Linked DNA regions of Rattus norvegicus: region 1 is linked to region 2. A link is a contact called in public Hi-C data. All regions are on one chromosome and are shown on one strand. The core of a region is the stretch at or near the end of the contact, and the rest is flanking DNA. Distances in the headings are between cores, read along the strand shown. Region 1 holds the start of Zeb2-as1 (ZEB2 antisense RNA 1). Region 2 holds the start of Gtdc1 (glycosyltransferase-like domain containing 1).

Evidence for each region. Hi-C and Micro-C count contacts between places; a contact is called where the count stands out from the background.
Region 1: a contact with region 2 is called in a Hi-C map of prefrontal cortex, with 4 times the contacts expected there. The contact joins the promoter of Zeb2-as1 here to the promoter of Gtdc1 in region 2. A contact is called at or near these places in 7 of 12 Hi-C or Micro-C datasets (the Rat2 cell line, frontal cortex, kidney and 3 more) and 1 of 1 datasets of contacts at active chromatin or transcription factors (oligodendrocytes).

What each region holds. Positions count from the first base shown.
Region 1 is chr3:49,751,113-49,753,993 of GRCr8, forward strand. Zeb2-as1 (ZEB2 antisense RNA 1) reads left to right here and starts at 1,390. Exons shown (of 3, transcript NR_132636.2): 1 at 1,390-1,553. It overlaps Zeb2 (zinc finger E-box binding homeobox 2), which reads right to left. Exons shown (of 10, transcript NM_001033701.2): 2 at 280-421. The coding sequence starts at 352.
Region 2 is chr3:49,569,663-49,572,576 of GRCr8, forward strand. Gtdc1 (glycosyltransferase-like domain containing 1) reads right to left here and starts at 1,453. Exons shown (of 11, transcript NM_001393689.1): 1 at 1,374-1,453.

The DNA.
Region 1 (2,881 bases), core at 140-2,639, 180 kb after region 2:
CGGAGGCAGCGGGGGTGCCGGGGCCGCGGAGTGGGGCGCAGGTCCGATCGGTAGCGCTCGGAGCCCCCCCTCCCGGCGCCCGGCGCTCACTTGGCCCCGCACTTGCTTAACTCCCCCCCGGTACAGCGGCCGCGCGTGGGGCTCCGGCGCTGGCCGCCGAGGGAGGCTCGCCCGCGAGCCCCAGGCGCCGCCACAGGCTTCCTTCTCCCTGTCCCCCCCTTTCCCCTGGTCTCGGGCCGCCGAGTGGCCCGGAAAAGTTTGGTTCGGGCCTCTTCTTACCGTTTTTCCTCCTGGGATTGGCTTGTTTGCGCCTCTTGCACCGGGGGCCATCCGCCATGATCGGCTGCTTCATTGATAAGAGCGGATCAGATGGCAGTTCGCATGGACTCGGCGCCCTGCTTCGGCAGCACGCAGGCTCGATCTAGCAACCAAACACAGCGACAATGTGGGCATCGTCCGCGCCCATTGAAACGCGCGCGGGCCGCCCAGGGGATCCGGGCCAGGGCCCGGGTGAGCACCCATCCGCGCCCCCAGCGCCAAAGCGAAACTTCGGCGGCCCCCTCCCCGCCCCCCACCCCCAGCCTTGGCCCCGAGGCGCTTTGTGTTGTTACTGTTTGGTGTGTTGCACTCGCGAGGGGATCAGAGACAAGAATTACATCTTCAAAATGAGTCATAACTCCTGACCGTATGAGGGAATGCACACAGCGGTACAGTAAGACTGCTTGACTCAAGGCTAGGCGGACCCCTTCCTCCGAAAAGTCCTCAGCCGGGCTCGGGAACTTGGAGAGGGGGTCTTTCGCTCTCATCTTTTCTCATCCCTCCTCCGACCCCCCATTCCCAAGAGGGAAAAAAAGTAACAAACAACGCAAAACAGCCCTTGGATGAAGCACACTCGGGTAAATTGATAATAGTAATTACAGGAAGCCCACTCGCCCCGCGACCCCTCCCCTCCCCTTTGGAGTTTATCGAGGCACTGTCTCTTTCCCTACACCCTCCGCCCCCAAATTAAGATTTCCCATTTTACCCGGCAAAAGAAATATAATTATAAGCCTCTCTGGACATTGTTCCTCCCCCAACCTCACCACTTGGACAATATTTACTTAAGCCCCCCCCCCCCCAAACACACACACACACGTTTCCCCACACTGATTTCCTTAAATTCTTCCAGTAGATTTTTTTTTCCCTCTCAAGAAAGGAAAGAGAAAGTCCGTGACCACTATTTAAGTTGTTCTAAAGGATCTTGTCCTCTCTGGCTTCGAAACTTTTGTACCTAAAAATCGAGGGAGGCGCTGCATTCTTTGAGCTCAAACTGTCAAAACTTGGAGAAGGGGAACCTCGGAGGCAGGCCGGAGAAGAGGAGAGCCCTGAAACTCCGCGGGGTGGGAAGATGCTGTGCCTCGAGGATTAGTTTAAACAGCGGGCTATAAAAGATGTAACAGATGCAAACTGTAACACAAGGGCCATTAACCCTTTCTCTGCCGCCCAGCACGCCCAGTCCCTACACCCTGCACCTATTGTCTCCGGTGCCACAAGCTTTGCGGAAAACCTGGAAAGTGAGTATCAGTTTCCGCACATTTGCTGAGCGGGGGTGAAGGGGGGCAGAGAGAAGGGGAAGTGGGTGTTGTAGAAAGCACTTTAAATTTACCTAGGCATACAGGGTAGATTTCAAGTTTGACACATTTAAAAAGAAATCATTTCTTGTCTGTCCTATTAATTCGAATTTTTTTTTTTGCGGGGGGGGGATCCTGGAATAAAGAAATGGTCACACAAGTCTGTGGGATGAAACAGCTGGCCTGTCTGATTTCTGCTGAGACTTACACGCCACTGCATATAAAATATATATTTAATAAAATAAGTTGCTAGCTTTATGAGCCAGTATGTGTGTGAGGGAAAGACATGGCATTTATGCTGTAAACTTTATTTGTGAATGTTAGTCTTAATTTCTGGAACAAGCACTCTTGCCCTCCTCGTTAGAGGGGTAGCATGGGAAACACGTAAGTAGGTGGGAGATAAACACATTTATGTTAGCTGAGCTCACCACTATGTCTGTGACTCCTGAACTCCAACTTTTCAGTCTCAAAGTCTGGAAGGGTGTGTGTGTGAGTGTGTGTGTGTGTGTGAGAGAGAGAGAGAGAGAGAGAGAGAGAGAGAGAGAGAGAGAGAGAGAGAGAGAGAGAGAGAGAGGTTCCATAAAAAAAATCCATGTGTATATTACTTGGTCATTTAAAATATAATTTCAAAAGTTACCCTAATTTTAACCCTATTATCCTGACAGCAGTTTTCTTCCCAGCTGTAGTGGACCCCCCCCCCAATTCACTTTGGTAAACGACTCAAGTTCCAAGAGAACTTTCACTTCTTTATTTATAATCACAGAAGTGAGGTGTTACTTCACACACACACACACACACACACACACACACACACACACACAAAGAATGAAATAAAGAAATGAAACTCGCTAGGCAGACAAAAACAGTCAAGTTTCTGCTTAGAAAACAGCCTTCTCCGGTGGGAAAGATTAGACTACCATGTCTAAGAGAAGGACTTGCTCCCGAATTTGGTAGGTCTTTCTCGAATAAGTTTTATAATTATTAACAGGTATTTGCCAAGTTTTAATTGCTGGATATAATGAATTGGAAGTCGGTGTGAGAACAAAGCAGAAGCTCTCCACTTGATGAGTTTTTTTACCCCAGCCATACAGTTCTCAGCAAAACTTTTCCTAGACTATGTAGCAAAAAACACCTTTGGTTACCTGAATGGACAGGTACAGAGCAAATTACTGGGGGAGGTGGGGAAAGGGAGAGGGAAGGAAAGAGAGACTAAAGGAAAGCAAGAGAAAGCAAAGAAGCCACTCTTGGGAAAAGTCTGCCACCGAGGAGCT
Region 2 (2,914 bases), core at 203-2,702:
AGGGAGTTGGCCAAATCAAGATCAAGTTTGGTACAAGAGTGTGTCCATCAGAAGGATGTTCATCTAACTAAATGCTTAATAAAGGCAAGTGGTACTGTAAGTTCCTTCTAAATCTCTTGAAAATGTAAAATAGTGAAGCTACATTATACTCCTGAGGTCCCTCCCAAACAGAAAATCCTATTAGTGTATGATTTATAAGGTAAAAATGTCAACATGATTTCAGAGCAAAAGAAAAGACACTATGGTGCTGTAAAGTGTATTAGTAATAGGTATTACCTACTAACTGTTTGTCGAACTATCCTGATTCAAAAAGTGTTTCCCCAGCGCTCAAGATGAAACTATTTCAATAAATACAAAGCAAGACCCTAAGGACAACAGTGTATAATTCTTCTCGGTTGAAGCTGAGAAGAATCTACTCCCCATCAAAACCTGGAATGCACTAATTAAATTTCAGTATCTCACTTAGTGGTTCCAACATGAAACTTCTGTCACTGCTAAAGCTTACACAATAAAATGGTTCTGTTTGAGTTATACTGCCGCTTTTTCCCCCAGCAGTTCCTTTACCTAACCACTACAGTAAGCTTTAAAGTCAACTTCAGGGGTACTAAGGCAAGCTGGGCACAGGAGGGGACAACGATCCTCCTCGGTGTTGTGGACCATCACCTTCAACTCACGTTTTCCAATTCCAAACTGTGATACAGGTGGGAGGGAAAATGTAACCCCTTTTCTTTGAACTTCCCATCACAGGGGCTAACTTAAGAATTACCTCAAAGCTTACCCAATGAGACGTAGTTCTAAGACTATAAAAGTTGCACTACTCCCTCAAAATGGGAGTAGGGATGCGGACGCTGCCTACCGCGAGACCAAGGGTTAAACTGATGTATTAATGCAACTTTGCCGTAGTTCAGTTAGTTGTAAAGACTTATTAACACCAAGAACCCTGCCTTGCGTAAGAACGACCGGACTGCGGAAACGTCAGGCCTATGCCTAATCCTCTAATGGGGGGCGCGAGGTGTTGGTTCTCGCCGCCCGAGATGGGGACGCCGGGATCTGGACCAGGAAAGCGCAGGCCAGGGCCTCGCCACGCGGGAGCCCCGGCAAGGCGTCCCAGGGTCGGTCCAGCCTCTGCCCGTCCCAGACTCCGCGTTTCAAGAAGCGTCGCCGGGGGCCACAACGCGGCCGGGCAGAGCAGGAGGCCGCGCGTGCGCCCGGGAAGCGCGGCCCCGGCTCCGCCCTCCTCCCCCTCCGCTCCTCGCGGCCGCCGCCCCACTGGGAACTCCGCGCGGCGCGGCCCCGCGAGGCGGGCGCCGGGAGGGAGGGGCCGCGCTCCCCGCCTCCCGCGGCCAGCGCAGCTCCCAGCCAAGGCGACTCACCTCCTCCTCCTTCTCCTCCTCCTCCTCCTCCTCCACGGCTCCCTCCAGGCCACCGACAGCCCAGCTGGCGACGCGCTGACGCCGAGCCCCTCCCCCGCGGCCGCCACCGAGGCCGCAGCCCCTCCCCGCAGCAGCTGCAGCGGCCTTGGGGCGCGTCAGGCGCCGGCCCCGCCCTCATCCCGCCCCTCCCCGCCCACAAGCGCGAAGCTCCGCCCCCTGACGGCTTGCTCCACGCATAATCCCTGACTCAGAGGCCGCTCGGTGCGGGGGAACTCTCCACAGTGGCGGTGCTCCTCACACCTGCTCTCCCTCCGCCCACGGGCCCCTCGTACGCTTTCCAGTCAAGCCAGCGCCCCCGCCGCCCCTTCGGCTTTTCCGTACTCTCTCACACCTCTGGTCGCTGCCTCCGCTCGCGCTGCGGCCTTCTTTTCCTCCTAAGAAGTCTGTGGGCTGACTCACCCGGTCGCGCGTTCTTAGGCAGGTGACTAGCCGGCACCTGTAGTCCCTTTCCCGGTCCTTCCGGGCGCGCCTAAGCCTCAGGGACGCCGCTTGGCAAGTGCACACCCTCCTGCCGGAATTGGTCTTCACGCCCGCTCTCTGTCCCTCGGGATTCCTGCGGGACCTCTGCTAGCTGGTGCTGGCTTTTCCTCTACCCAAGTTATTTGCAGCCTCTTGGTTGTCGATACTATACGTACTTCAGATGCATCTTAGAGTATTAATAATTAACATACCCGGGGTCCCGATCACAGGAGCAGTCACAGAGCAATTAAAAGTCAGAAAGGACCCAAGAAACTCCAAAGGGTTTCTATAAAGAGAGGAATCTGCCTCCTTTACATCTCTATGTGTCTGAATTAGAGATTTCGAATCTGGGATCACATTGTGGATTAAATGATTCATGCAAAGACAAAACATGCAAAGTGGGTCTATGCTTTTATCTGGTAACTTTATTTTTAAAGCTACAAATTGGAGCAGACTGTAGTGCAGAAATGTATTAAGCACACCAAAATAACAAACTGATTAGGCCTTTGGAGTTACAACCACAAGTTGCTTAAAGTTATGTGAGGAAAACATTGCTCTCCTTAAATTGAACGGTGAAACGATCTTCTTTCTGTTCTAAACAAAACCCACACTCTCTGTGGACTTCCAAAGCTTACAACCACTGCTGACTTGAACAACACTGTCATGGGCATTTAGAAAGCCTAATAAACCATCTGTCCATCTACTTTTACACAAATTGGGAGACACACACACACACACACACACACACACACACAAAAGTGAATGCAGAAAGCTGAAAATGAGAATTCCAAATGGCAAACGAATCTAGTAAATCCTATTTCACAGAATAAAATATTGGGGTAAAACCCCAAGCCTATTCGTCAATCTGGAAAAGGAACCATAATTTTGTAAATGAATCGGCTGCTCCTTAAGATCACCTGGAGTCTTTTTTTTTTTTTTTTTTCTGATTGAGATCTGAAGTCCAGAGAAGTTGAGTTGCCTCACCAACATATCCAGTTTTCCTAGACCTGTCTCACATACTT